4 separate regions of the Sus scrofa genome follow, and all the other regions are linked to region 4. A link is a contact called in public HiChIP or PLAC-seq data. All regions are on one chromosome and are shown on one strand. The core of a region is the stretch at or near the end of the contact, and the rest is flanking DNA. Distances in the headings are between cores, read along the strand shown. Region 1 has its middle 26 kb from the start of MIR221. Region 2 overlaps LOC102166369 (a long non-coding RNA gene). Region 3 has its middle 12 kb from the start of MIR222. Region 4 has its middle 160 kb from the start of MIR221.

Evidence for each region. HiChIP or PLAC-seq counts read pairs in DNA pulled down with a chosen protein or histone mark.
Region 1: an H3K27ac HiChIP or PLAC-seq map of alveolar macrophages shows a contact between it and region 4. The contact joins two enhancer-like sites. A contact is called at or near these places in 2 of 47 Hi-C or Micro-C datasets (alveolar macrophages and embryonic fibroblasts) and 1 of 2 datasets of contacts at active chromatin or transcription factors (alveolar macrophages).
Region 2: an H3K27ac HiChIP or PLAC-seq map of alveolar macrophages shows a contact between it and region 4. The contact joins two enhancer-like sites. A contact is called at or near these places in 1 of 47 Hi-C or Micro-C datasets (embryonic fibroblasts) and 1 of 2 datasets of contacts at active chromatin or transcription factors (alveolar macrophages).
Region 3: a contact with region 4 is called in an H3K27ac HiChIP or PLAC-seq map of alveolar macrophages. The contact joins two enhancer-like sites. A contact is called at or near these places in 8 of 47 Hi-C or Micro-C datasets (embryonic fibroblasts, epiblast stem cells, fibroblasts and 4 more) and 1 of 2 datasets of contacts at active chromatin or transcription factors (alveolar macrophages).

What each region holds. Positions count from the first base shown.
Region 1 is chrX:40,543,861-40,547,060 of Sscrofa11.1, forward strand. No RefSeq gene overlaps it. Among named protein-coding and RNA genes, the nearest start is that of MIR221, 26 kb to the right of the region's middle. Within about 2 kb of position 1,316, at least 3 of the 83 cell types and tissues checked have an H3K27ac peak or open chromatin away from gene starts, as enhancers often do. A contact at or near this core is called in alveolar macrophages, where this site is marked.
Region 2 is chrX:40,637,007-40,640,531 of Sscrofa11.1, forward strand. All of the region lies in intron 3 of LOC102166369 (a long non-coding RNA gene), which reads right to left. Among named protein-coding and RNA genes, the nearest start is that of MIR9859, 20 kb to the right of the region's middle. Within about 2 kb of position 2,150, at least 8 of the 83 cell types and tissues checked have an H3K27ac peak or open chromatin away from gene starts, as enhancers often do. A contact at or near this core is called in alveolar macrophages, where this site is marked.
Region 3 is chrX:40,582,004-40,585,535 of Sscrofa11.1, forward strand. No RefSeq gene overlaps it. Among named protein-coding and RNA genes, the nearest start is that of MIR222, 12 kb to the left of the region's middle. Within about 2 kb of position 2,013, at least 11 of the 83 cell types and tissues checked have an H3K27ac peak or open chromatin away from gene starts, as enhancers often do. A contact at or near this core is called in alveolar macrophages, where this site is marked.
Region 4 is chrX:40,404,507-40,407,981 of Sscrofa11.1, forward strand. No RefSeq gene overlaps it. Among named protein-coding and RNA genes, the nearest start is that of MIR221, 160 kb to the right of the region's middle. Within about 2 kb of position 1,430, at least 15 of the 83 cell types and tissues checked have an H3K27ac peak or open chromatin away from gene starts, as enhancers often do. A contact at or near this core is called in alveolar macrophages, where this site is marked.

The sequences.
Region 1 (3,200 bases), core at 66-2,565, 140 kb after region 4:
GGGTGGTGGTCTTTTGAGTGTGAACTCCTTGTCTCTAACCTTTGCTATCACATCCTTAAGATGACTCACCATTACCCAGAGTTTATTTTGGATACAAAGGGCTCAAGGCTTTTGCTCCACTGAGCAATCTGGGCATGTCCATCAGGTTCATTGTGGAAGACTTGCACTGGACATTTATAGGTGTGGCCTATAGCTGCTATTCACTGTCTTTTTTTTTCTTTATTAGAGTAGAGTTGATTTACAGCGTTGTATCAATTTCTGCTACACAGCACAGTGACCCAGTCATATATATACACACATTCTTTTTCTCATACTATCTTTCATCGTGTTTTAGCACTTTTCTTCCCAGCAGTTGGAAAGCCCTGGGTTCTAAGGACAGGCCCCACTTACCAAGAATTTCTAAGTTCTCTGAAGCTCAACGTCTACCTTTTCAAATACCTTCCAATCATTCTGGAATAAGTGGCACCATTATCTCCTCTCAGGAATATGTTTGCAAGTATAGAGGTTCCTGAAGAGAGTTTATTACTGCATTTTTAAATGTCCACTGACAATCATATGAAAAAGAAAAATTTTAAGGTGTGGGATTGCAAATCCTGGCCACTTTGTCATCTATGGTGCATTGAAGAATCATTCATTCTAGGTGGCACTTGAAAAACAGGAAGGTTCTTGATGTTGCTACGTCCCTGAAAGACACACACACACACACACACACACACACACACACACACACACACACACACACATCTTGTCTCAGTCTGAAAACTGAGTATCATGCTTGACTTTTGATGTTTGACTATTTGATGTTTGACGTTTAATGTTTTGACTTCGGATGTCTGACCTTGGGATAAAGGCATGGGACCCTGTCATGTTCGGGGGTATTGGATTAGGATCCAAGAAATGTGAGTTCTTCATTCTCTCTGCTCAGATCTTGTCGCCTTGGAGAAGAGAGTTTCCTTCTCATGATTCTCGACATTGCTCACCTTGGACCAGGAGAGTTAGGGAAGGAAAGAACTTGGTAAGAACTTCAGACTACCTGGCACCAACAAAGGTGTCCACCATTACTGCTCCAACAAAGAGTTCTCATGAAGACACACGTTGTCAGCAACATTACTGACATCTCAGGAGCCTGAGAAATGCCAGCGGGTTTCTACTGTCTGAGGCAGAGCTTCCTCTGAGGAAGTCCTCCTGAAGGGGCAAGTGTTTGCTTTTCCATTGCTTGAAGGTCAAACCAAATCACGTCTTCCTCAAATAGATCTCACTTTCACAGGCTCATAAAATGGCCAAGTCAGAATGTCTTGGTTGATGAAGTCAGTTGAGGGTGTGAGGCTGACTCAGGCTGACCCAAGTTCCTCTGTTTATTCAGTACCAGGAATATTTAAATCAGAACTGACCTTAAAATAGCAACTCTGAAAAAGGGCTCAGCACTGACTCCTAAGGATTTCTTATGTCTGCTTTCTTGCTTTTCTCTTCCAATGGTCACTGCTTAGAAAGTCTATTACCATGTATATCTCTTGTCTGACATTTTCATTTTCACTAAAGAATACTGCTATGCCACAGACACTTCTAGAATTCACCAGGGCTGATTAGAATACCTGAAATCCCTTTGCTCACTGGGAGACTATTATGGCAGAATTTTATCTCTTACACTGGGATACTTAGAAATTGGCATGCATGAATATCTTTGTTTGAAAGATATTTAAAGTACAACATGCTTCATTAAAGTTTTTCAGGAAATAAGAATACCATATTAATTTCCTTCTCATTTTTTGATGTGCTATGATCAAACCAGTCTTGATCCTTCTAAACCGCAACTATTGACTCTCGGACTTCTCTCTTGGGGTCTAATTGGCCACCAAAACTCTCCACCTAAACGGCTCATACAAATTCCAAATTCCAAACTCAGTGGGACTAAGAGATAATTTAAACCTATTCTGTCTTCTGTCTCCATCTTAGTTAATGATACGACATTTGCCAATTCTCTCAAATTGGAAAACCCAGAGGCACTTATCCTCAGGTCTCCGGCTCATTCATCCTTGGTGTGCAATTAGTCACGGCACACTGCAGATTCTCTTGCAGAAATGTCTTTCCCATCAGTCCACAGAGCCTTTCTTGGATGGCTTCAGCAGCCTCCTGCAGAACCCTCTTCCTACCGTCCTCTCCTAGAGAGTCCAGGACCCACAAACGACCATGCCCCTTCCTTGCTCTGAAACTTCAGGTTATTGGAAGATCCAAATCCAGACTCCTTGGCTTGGCACTCACAGTTCTTCTCAGCCTGGCCCCAGCCACTCCTGCAGCCAAATCTCCTACCAAGTCACACACCTCTCCAGCCCCTAGGCTCCAGCAGTTTTTCACCACTCTAGAAGACGGACTCACTTTTTTGCCACACTTACCTTGGCCTGGTTCATTCCCTGTCTCTCAAATGCCTCCTCCCTCCCATCTTGGCCTGGCAAAGGCTACTCATTCTTCTATACCCCTTTCAAATATATCCTTCTAAGGAGAGGCTTTCCTTGATCTGTTCTTCAGCCCCACCTCAAGTTTGTTTATTCATTTATTTTGTTTTTTGGTTTTTGGTTTTTGGTTTTTTTTGCCTCTTTAGGGCCACACCTGCTGCATATGGAGGTTCCCAGGCTACAGGTCCAATGCGAGCTACAGCTGCCAGTCTACACCACAGCCACAGCAACGCAGAATCCGAGCCTCATCTGCGATCTACACCACGGCTCACCGCAACGCAGGATCCTTAACCCACTGAGAGAGGCCGGGGATCAAACCTGCATCCTCATGGATGCTAGTTGGGTCCGCTAACTGCTGAGCCATGATGGGAACTCCTGCCTCAGTGTTTTCTTCACACCTGTATGACGATGGGACTCTCCCTCACCATATATGAGCACCTTACAAGAGGTTCCTTGCCTTAGAATTCATTTGATGCCTGGCACTCAGTGGCATCTGATAAGCGGTTATCAGTTGGAGAGATGGATGGGTTGGGTGGTAAAGTTTAAATTGAGGAGAGTGGGCAGACATTGGAGAGAAGGTAGTGTATGAACAGGGAGAAGAGGGCAAAGAAATTGGCAATCATGTCTTCTAGTGACTTACTTCTACATTTTATTCAATTCATCCATTTTCCTTCAAATGCAGTTATAATGAATATCAATCTTCTTAATAGTCCCATGCCCTTGTATTTAAGAAGCTAAGAAATTAAATTT
Region 2 (3,525 bases), core at 900-3,399, 230 kb after region 4:
CTGAAATTTACCACCAGTTGTGAAAGAATGCTATTATGTGCGTCTGCTCTCAGCATTTCTAAGTCTGAAACATGGATCTGTTAAATTTAAGACAAAATTACTTAAATTATTTCCAATTTTAAATGCAGCGATATTTTTTTCATATTGAAGAAATTCAACTGAGGGTATCTCATAATACCTGCTCTAATAAAAATTTCATTTCACTATTTCTAAACCACTAAACTTCGAAAAAGCAAAACTGCTCATCAACTTGCCAATGGACTTACATTTATTTAAATAAATAGTCCATTTAATTAATTAGATAATATCTTCACCAAGGAAACCTGAGGCTTTCTCTTTCCTATTCACGCCATTCAAATTCATGCATTTTGAGATACTTTTCTTACTTGTTTATCATACTAGAAGGGGAAAATTACTTATTTATCCAAAGCCTTACCCAAATGACTAAAACTCAAGATGATCTTCCATATATATGTAGAATAGATTTCCATTTCATATAAATTTTATATGTAAAATATAAAATTTAAGAGTCACTCAAGTGAGAGGAAACAAAGCTTAAGAGGAAAAAAAAATGGGAAAATAAGCTCATTTAAAGATTTTAGCTAAAATTTGAATATCCAGTCATGCCCTAGGTATAGCTGAGTTTGATGTCTTTTTCAAGAAAAAAAAATCATAAATGACATCATACATAACCCTCAAGACACAGCTAGATAAACCCACCTTTAATGTATGATTCATGATCTTTGTGTGTGTGTGTGTTTGCCTTTTCTAGGGCCAATCCCTCGGCATACGGAGGTTCCCAGGCCAGGGGTCCAATCGGAGCTGTAGCCTCCGGCCTACACCACAGCCATAGCAATGCAGGATCCGAGCCGCATCTGTGACCTACACCACATCTCATGGCAACACTGGATTCTTAACCCACTGAGCAAGGCCAGGGATCGAACCTGTAACCTCATGGTTCCTAGTCAGGTTTGTTAACCACTGCGCCATGACGGGAACTCCTGATTCATTATCTTATTTCTTTGATCAAATAGTAAGTGTCTACATGCCAGACAATGGGTTAGATGGGAGCTGGTATTACAATATTAACCCACATGGTGCCCTTGTTCTTAGGGAGTTTAATTCTAATGGGACAAGAGACCACTTAATAATCATTATAGTATCATTATTATTTTTGGTTCCCAAGACAGATGCTATGATAGAAAAAGATAGCAAATCCCCTTACCTGGCCTGGGGGTCAAGTACTATTGGGAAAAGGAGCTTCAAGGAAAAGAAGTTAACATTTAAAAATATTTTCAATAAGAATGGAAACAAAACATTTTCTGATTAACACTCAAATCACTGGCAAGTCCACCACAGACTACCCTGTCTCTGCACGTTTTGGTCAGTTGTGGTTTTGCTCTGTCTAGAGCCTATCATCTTTCCTCTTGAAAAAAGACTGCATCTATGTTTATGAAAAGGATGGTTTGTCAGTTCTTACACTTTTATACCAGGATCAGGGAGGGGAAAAAAAACCTGAGAAAATAAATTTAGGAGTTCCCGCTGTGGCGCCATGGGTGAAGAATCCAACAGCAGCAGCTGAGGTCGCTGCAGAGGCGCAGGCTCGATTCCCCGGGCCGGCACAGTGGCTTAAAGGATCCGGCTTGGCCACGGTTGCCATGCAGGTTGCATCTGCAGCTCGGATTTGATCCCTGGCCCAGGAACTTCATATGCCTCAGGTATGGCCAATAAAAAAAAGAAAGAAAGAAATTCAAGCTTTTGCGTTTCTAGTTTACAGACACCACCACCAAATATTCTGAAATCCATGGTTGTTCTTGCTTAATGAACCCTGGACACCTGTGGCATTGCTTCAATGCAAAACCACGAGCAAGCGCATCTGCCCCCCAGGAAACCAGTGGAAAAGGAACCGTATTTGAAAGAAATCCATCTGACTTCCGTAACAGGACCCTTCCATAGAAAGGAGAAACAGAACTGTAGGGGTGACCCGAACTACTTCCAGATTTCCCAGAGGGAATCCTTACGTGTGAGCAGTTTGGCTGCCTTTTGTATTAGAGCAATCTTTAAATAGTTCTCCTTCTACTTATATCCCTTCTAAATTCACTGTTGTTACTCATGATGAGTTCACTGGTATTAGTCAGTCAGTTAGTCACTATATTTTTTAAACCACCAACTCCCCCCCCGCCCGCCGGCCCTTTCTGGTTTTCCTATCCCTTTGGTATTTTGCAACATTTAAAAGATGAGTAACCAGACACGAGAAATGCTGCTGGGCATTTTGTTTTGTGCTCATATGTGCTTTGAACAGTGACCATAGCCCCATTAATAAAAGGTGTGCAGAGTCAGATTTCTTCTCTCAAAAAGGTGACACTGACTTTTAACCCTTAGGATGAAAAATGTATTTTGCATATTATTGTTGAAGAAGAATAATACGGGAGATAGAGTTATGCAGTAATCAAAATACAAGAATCAGTTCTTAAAAATTGATTTCAGGAGTTCCCGTCGTGGCGCAGTGGTTAACGAATCCGACTAGGAACCATGAGGTTGCGGGTTCGGTCCCTGCCCTTGCTCAGTGGGTTAACGATCCGGCGTTGCCGTGAGCTGTGGTGTAGGTTGCAGACGCGGCTCGGATCCCGCGTTGCTGTGGCTCTGGTGTAGGCCGGTGGGTGGCTACAGCTCCGATTCAGCCCCTAGCCTGGGAATCTCCATATGCCGCGGGAGCGGCCCAAGAAATAGCAACAACAACAACAACAACAGACAAAAAAAAAAAAAAAATTGATTTCAAAATAGCTCACACAAATTCTTTATGAATTCACACAGTAAACTAGCAAATGGACACCATTCTTTCTTTTGACAAAAAGATCCGGGTCTAGAACGATTTCTGGTAACCACAGGTGGGGAATGGAGAATAAATCAGGAACCTGATGGGAATTCCTATTGTGGCACAGTGGCAACAAATCCGACTAGGAACCATGAGGTTGTGGGTTTGATCCTCGGCCTCGCCCAGTGGGTTAAGGATCCAGCATTGCCGTGAGCTGTGGTGTCGGTCGCAGACGTGGCTCAGATCCTGCATTGCTGTGGCTGTGGTGTAGGCCGGCACTTGTAGCTCCGATTCGATTCCCTAGCCTGGGAACTTACATATGCTGCGAGTGTGGCCCTCAAAAGCCAAAAAAAAAAAAAAAAAAAACCCAATAAAATAAAATAAAATGTATCTGTCAATTAAGGCCTGATACAATCATTTCAACTTATCTTTTCAGCCTTATCTGCTAAGACCTCCCAAATCTGCCATCAATTCAAGCTGCACCGAGTGAAAAAGCATCTCTGCCTTGAGCAATGCAGAGCCCTTGAAAGTTCGCGCTGCCTCCTCTCTCTGTCCACACTCAACCACCTCAAAGCAGAGGCTCCCCCCAGAGACCTTCTCCAACCACAGGAGCTCCTTGAACTTGTGCTACACACTCACTATCCTGATCCTTCCTGACCTATCATGCACCCACATCTTTTCTTCCCAAGTCAACAGCATGCTCCTTCTAG
Region 3 (3,532 bases), core at 763-3,262, 180 kb after region 4:
GTCTCATTATAGGTAGTACCTATTGTGGGATCGTTGAGGATCACACAGAATGAGGTTTATGAAAGTGCTTGATCGATTTTCACGTATCCTGCCAACAGAAGAGCTTTTATTTTATCGAACTCTGGGAGAATACAAAAATAGTATTTTCACGACGTTGCAATCGGAACCCCGATTCAGACGCTTTAGCCCTCATCATGCGTGGGTGCCACAGTAGTTGTGTTTCAGTGCCAATGCTAGTAAACCAGGCAGGCAGTGATGGACTACAGACTTTCTTATTTTGTTTGTTTTTTTTACAACATACTCTCTGAACCACTGTAAATGGGAGGAACTAAAGCTGTCGCATTTATCATGTGTACATTTTAACTTTGGTTTCTCGTCTGTACTAGAAGGTTACATTCCTATCCCCAAACCATTAAAACTTCATTGGGTTTTTTCCCCCTTAAGAGAGGCTAAGTTTTCAGTTGGCCAAATGAGGCCATTTTTAAACCTCTCCATCTATAAAATGGTCGCTCTTTTTTTTTTTTTAATTGAGGAAGAACTAACACACAATAAACTGCACATATTTAAAGCTGCCACTTGATAAATTCTGGCATACATACACACCCCTGAAACCATCACCACCGCCAAGATAGTGAAATTATCCACCAGCCCCAAAGTTTCCTCACGTCCTTTTGTAATCACTCCCATTTGCGCCCCCTTACCTCCCCACTCCAAGCAACCACTGATCTGCTTTCTGTCATAAGAGATTTATTTGCATTTTCTAGAATTTTCTATAAATGGAACCATACAGTATGCACTTTGGGGGGGGGGGGTCCTGGCTTTTTTTTTCACTTCACGCGGGGCCATCTGTGTTGTTGGCTATATCAATAACTCACTCCTTGTCATTATTGAGTATAATCCATCCTATGGATACACCACAATCTGTTGATCCATTCACCTGAGGTGGACATTGGGGTTGCTTCCAATTTTTAGCTATTACTTCTAAAGCTGCTGTAAACATTGATGTACAAGGCTTCATACGCACATGTGCTTTCTTTTTCTAGGCGTGGATCTGGATCAAAGGGCAGGTGTGAGTTTAACACTTTCAGAAACTGCCAAACTATCTTCCAAGATGTTGGTACCAGTTGACATTTCTATCTACCTGTATCATGAGGGTTCTAGATCCTCTGAAAACTTACCCAAGACTCGGTATGGTCAGGCTTGTTCATTGCAGCCATTCAAATAGGTGCGTAGTGGTAGCTCACTGTCCTTTGGATTTGCATTTTCCTACTGGCTAATGACACGGAACATCTTTTCCAGGGCATATTTGTCATTTGGGTACCTGCTTTAGTGAAGTGTTTGTTCAAACCATTTGCCCATTTTTTCCCATGTTGTTTTCTTTCTTATTATTGAAAACTCCATCCACTGTATTGGGTGGTGCAAGACTGGCAACTAAGCACTCAGTCAACATTTTGCTTCATTCACAGCTACCCCAGAGGATAAAAACTTCACGATGGTTATTTCCTGAAGCCTAGGCTGAATGGAACTATTCTCTCGATGTTACGTCAAACTTGAAATTCTCTGAAAGCTTGAAAAGAACTGAATTTTCTTTATCAGTATCGCTGCTAATTCTACATAGGTTCAGAACTTTGCTAGTAAACAATTATAGTTCCATGAACTCTGCTAGAATCTAAAACACCTTAGTTCTTCCTCCAGGCATTAGCTGAAACTCTCCAGGTTTCTGTCTCTAACCCACATTTCACACTTTGTACTAATTGTGTTTGAATCCTGTAAGATTCCAGCCCACAAAAGTCAGTTTTATGTGTGTCCAACTAGCGCACACGTTCAAAAAATAGGGACAAAGGCCAGAACCTCTATCACGCTGTTTGTGCCAACAGAGACAGCTCACATGTGATTTGCAAGCGCAAAGGAGAATTTTCCTTTCAGATGTGAGGGCAGGTACAGGGCCATCGGTTCGCAGCTCGATTGTTACAGTTGATGTGGGTTTCCTTTTAGATGCCTGGAAAATGACTCTGCTGACCACATCCACATTCTGAAATACTTTTTGAGAACTTGTAACCAAACTGCAGGAACTGACTCATTTTGCAGTGCCCAGTCTACCAGAATAGACTCCAGTCAAAAGCAGAAATATCAAGGGCTCAGAACACAGGCACCAAATTGTCCATGGTCGTGGGGGAAGAAAGGGGAAAATCCCAGGTCATCGGGGGCGGGGGCAAAAAAAACCGGGTCAAGCCCCCGGGGAGACCATCAGACAAGACCAGCCTCAGAGGAAGGGCCAAACAGACACATGACTTCATGGGCAATATATGTGTCTCCTTGAAAGGTGGAAAGTCAGAGGCTGGTGGAAGATGGACCTTACTGGCTAGCTCTCTGTATTGCACCTAGAAAGTCGGGGTGGTCAAGAGAGATGTATGTGGGAGGAGCTGGGGGCAGAGGGTGGCTTGAATGTCCATTCCTGAATTCCTTGCTCAGGCAAGTCAGGAGCCCAGCCCTGTCTCCCAGGAGATACGCAAGAACGGACACCCTATGTGGGATGCCAGGAAGAAGTCAGGCAAGGGCGGCTCCCCCACATCCTTCATTTTCCAGGCCTACATCTTTCTCGCGGGGCACCCGACAAGGTTGTGTATCCAAGGGGGTCAGCTTCCTCTCGGTGTACACACACTCTCTCCCTCTCTCTAGGGACAGGGTTCCTACCTTGGGGGGCTGGAGACAGGATGGAAAGGAGCAGACTGGGGCTGTCCTCTGCAAATCACTTTTACATTCCCAGATTTACGGATGTCTCCTCCTCCCCTCCAAGCAAAACTGTCATTCTCTCAAGTCAGTTTCAGCCAGAGGCGGTAAGGAAATCCGGTCCAGTTGAACTCAACTATAAATGACAAAAACCCATAACTCTTTTCTGCAGGTGGGTCCCGGGCTAAAAGAAGATGAATGTTAACCCCCATGCATAACTAACGAGTCAGGCTAGGTCCGGCTAGGGGCTACAAATTAGATGTGGAGTCTCCGGTGGTGGAAAGCAATGGAAACCTGGACAACACCTACCAATAGTTCTCAAGTCCCTGTAAGTGATCAGGACTGGCTACGTGGGCCGAGGTTGACAAAACGATCTGCGTCTCACTGATGTCGCATCTCACTGATGCCGTGTCTCTTCACATGGAAATTCCCAGTTAACAGAAACTGTAGCTACCTTACACAAAAAGCAGGACTTTTCCCATCAGAGCATGATGACAAGGGGCTGCAATGCATTGACAGCAATCAACTCTACCTTCAAGAAACTGCAAAGGGGTTTTGAACACAAATTTCAAGAAAGGAGGTGCATCCCGTTCTTCCCAATTGGTCAACTGCTTTTCTTTTCCTAAGCTCCTTTTCTGCCTCCCGTTGTAAAAGGAGCACTGTATAACACGACGTTTTAACCTGTATCAAATGGTAAAATTGTTGGTGCTGAATCAGAGGAGGGAACCTATCCATGGATTGGACCTAACACGAGGGGTTACAGGAAAACATTCTTAACCCAGCATGCCTTCAAAACCACGCA
Region 4 (3,475 bases), core at 180-2,679:
ACAGAATACCAGCTCATTCACCCGGACCTCCAGGGAGCACAGGATCGTCCACTCTCTGCAAGTGATCCGATACTGACAGCCAGGACTAGCCGAGGAACGTTTAGAGGAAGTGGTCTATGGGAAAAGCCATTCTTCTCCAGTAGGGATTTTGTCCTCTGTCCTCGTACACGACAGAGAACAGAAATACGGACTTGGTTATATTAGTTTAGATCCTCTTAGAACCACCTTCCCCGTGTAGTCCGTCACTGCTTTGAAAGCCCACTGACCAACGACCTCCAGGAACACACTAGCCATCATTGAGCTCCTTGCAGCAAATGAGAACGTGTACCAGGGACGCCCAGAATGCCTTGGAAAGGGGGAGCAGTCAGGGACCCTCTGGCTGGACTTGAGTTTACTCCAAGAGAAATTGGGGAAGCAGCGCTCATTCTCAAGAGCAGGGGCCATTCAATGTTTTGGCATCTCCACAGATTTCACATAGGACAAACAAGGCTGGGATTGTCACTGGTAAAGGAATGGCAGTCACTTGTTTTAATCAGAGGAGGAGGATGTTTCATCATTCGTGTGTGTGTGTGTGTGTGCGCGCGTGTGTGATTACTGAGTGGCTTTATTTTTATCGTGTTCCCAATATGATCTTGGAGTGACCTTGTCGCAGCACTGTTATACTAATTGAGACCTGGCTGCCAGCAGGACCGTTTCTCACTTTCTCTGCTTGTCAGCAGGCTGTATTTCATTTTCTCGATGGCACACCCTTTCTTTCTCACAAAAGTGAAAAGAAACAGCCCTACCAAGTCTGGTCCTGCAGCAGCCAGACAAATTCTAAGGAGCATCCTCAACCCTTATACCACCTGGGGTAGGTCACTGAACCCCCCTGGGAATTTCCTTCAGAATTAACACCAAGAAAAATGATTCCACTTGAGAAATGTCAGTCTTTCTTCATCATCATAGTAAGGTCTAGGCAATCCATCCTGCTTTTTTTTTTTTTTTTTTTCCCCTTCTGGCTTTTAGGATGCTCAGAGCCAAATAGGAAACTCCTTCAGACCCTGACCTTTGTTTTGAGCATATTTGCATTCCCTTGTCTCTGTAATCTGAAATTTCTATTTTACTATGTTTTTCCTGTTCTTGTAGGCTTCTTCAGATAAAGGTGGGGAAGAAATGAATAAGCTTCCCTCTGAACCATGTTGCACAGCTTGAAGCCAACCCAAAATTAGATCTTGCTTTGGTTCCCAGTTCTTTTATGGATGTAATCCGTCTCTTATCATTTAAGGGGAGAGCATCTATCTTTTCCTTCTTCCATTTCTTTCCTTCCCATAATACAGTATACTGAAATGTGAAATAAATAGATGTTATCTGGAAACCCTTTGTCTTTGCTGGGATTCCTGCCTGCAGACAGCAGAGGTCGCCATGGAGCTGTGCATGACGGAGCGCGCAGCCCTGTAAACCTATAGCCCAGTGGGTCTGAATTGACACGAGGCTTAACCATTCGATTCAGACGTGGATTCTTTTTGTTCCGGTCATTCAACAGACAGCACTTTGCCGTGGTTTCCTTCAGTGTCATTTTGGTAATATAATTGTTTAGAGGAGAAAAGGTGGCTTCTGTATACCAAAAAAATAAAAATAAAAAAATAAAAAAAAAGTCCATTTAAAGCACTAAGGAACTCTGAAAAAAAAATGGTTACAAAATGTGTTTACTTAAATATTGTGAAATGAGGATGGAAATTCGCAGCACAGGGTATTTGTCATCTGCTCATGACTAGCAGATGGCCGCCTCCTCCTCCTCCTCCTCCTTTGCGATCCGCATGACTCACATCTTACAGGGTGTGCAAATTGAAATTTCGAAACTCTCCAGAGTCGAGGTGGCAGTGCCATAACTCGATGCGGGAGAAGTGTGCCAGCCAGCTGACTTTGCCAGCCAGCCTGCTGCCAAAGACTTCACAAAATGTCTCTCTCATTGGAAAGAAAAGCCTTCGGATGTCTCCCTGCACGTGTTTGATGCATTTCTGAAAGCGTACAAGGTATGCTGCAGGCTGCGGGGGAGCACGTTGTGTGTGAAAGGGAGCAGGTAGTCCTGCCAGCCCAGAGCTGGGTAGTCATCTGCTCCTACTGCAGTGACTCATGCAAGAGGGACTCACCTGTTTTTTGGCTTGTCCGCCCTAGAGTGGTGGCAAGTCTGCCTCCAGCCCCCCGACAGAACAAAGCCTGAGCTATTACCGCAGGCTCCAATAAATGGGTGATTAAATAGTGTCTAGAGAGATACGAGTCTTCTAAGTTCAACGTTTTTCTTTTTGTCTTGTGTCATTAAGAGGGGCTCGGATCTGCTCTGCTTAACCAAAAAAAAAAAAAAAAGAGGCTGTATTTTAAGCAATCACATTTGCTGAAAATAGAGTCCTGCCAGCCAGTGGACTAACACCTACATTGACTTTAGCTGCAGGTCCCACTTTCCTTCCTGCAGTCGTGAGTTTCCAAAGATACCTCCCCGCCCTCCCGCAAATGAACTGCACCTCCCGGCATTCACATCGTTGTGTGGTCCCTTCTGAAGTCAAAAGAAGCCTTGCAGCTTCTCCTTGAGTCTCTTGGAACATTCACTCTGGGAGAAGACAGCTGCCATGTAAGAAGTGTGACTACTTGAGTCTGCTATGCTTTCAGGAAGCTCTAGCTGTCACCTGAAGAGGCTGGATGGAGAGAGAAATGCCTGGTCAGCCCCAGGCTGCTTCAGGCATCCCTGCTGACTGGCCAGATGCGTGACCAAAGAAGCCATCGTGGACATTCAGCTGAGGAGAGCCTTCAGATGGCTCCATCTGTCTGACTACCACCCCCTGAGAGAACCCAACATCACCTCCCTGAGCTTGGTCAACCTGTGGGACCATGAGAGATAATTATATACATATGTTTTGTCTTTTTAGGGCTGCACCCATAGCATATGGAAGTTCCCAGGCTAGGGGTCAAATAGGAGCTGCATCTGTGCCCTACACCACAGCTCAAGGCAACGCTGGATCCTTAACCCACTAAGCGAGGCCAGGATCAAAACTGTGTCCTCATGGATACCACGCGGGTTCCTTACCACTGAGCCACAATGGGAACTCAAAAATTTTTAAGTTTGTTTGTTACACAGCAGTAGATAGGCCAAACATTCTTCATATGCAGAGGAGTTGAAGACATGGGGAAGGGGGCAGAGAGGGGGAGGCGGAGAGAGAAGGATGGAGAGAGAAAGAGGGAGAGAGAGGAAGAGAGGGGGAGAGAAAGAGAGAGAGAAAAAGAGAGAGAGAGAGAGAAATTGGTCAGGTAACTGAGTAGGTAGCTGCAGACACTCTGAAGAAAGCCTGACCCTCCAATATTGTCTAAGGGAACTTAGACACCAAGTGAAATCAGGAGCATTCAAATGAAGACAGACCCAGAATGCCCTTGGGGGCGGCATCAGATGGGACATTCTCCACAGAGCTCGGAAGTCAGACAGAACCTGGAAGACACTGAATACAAC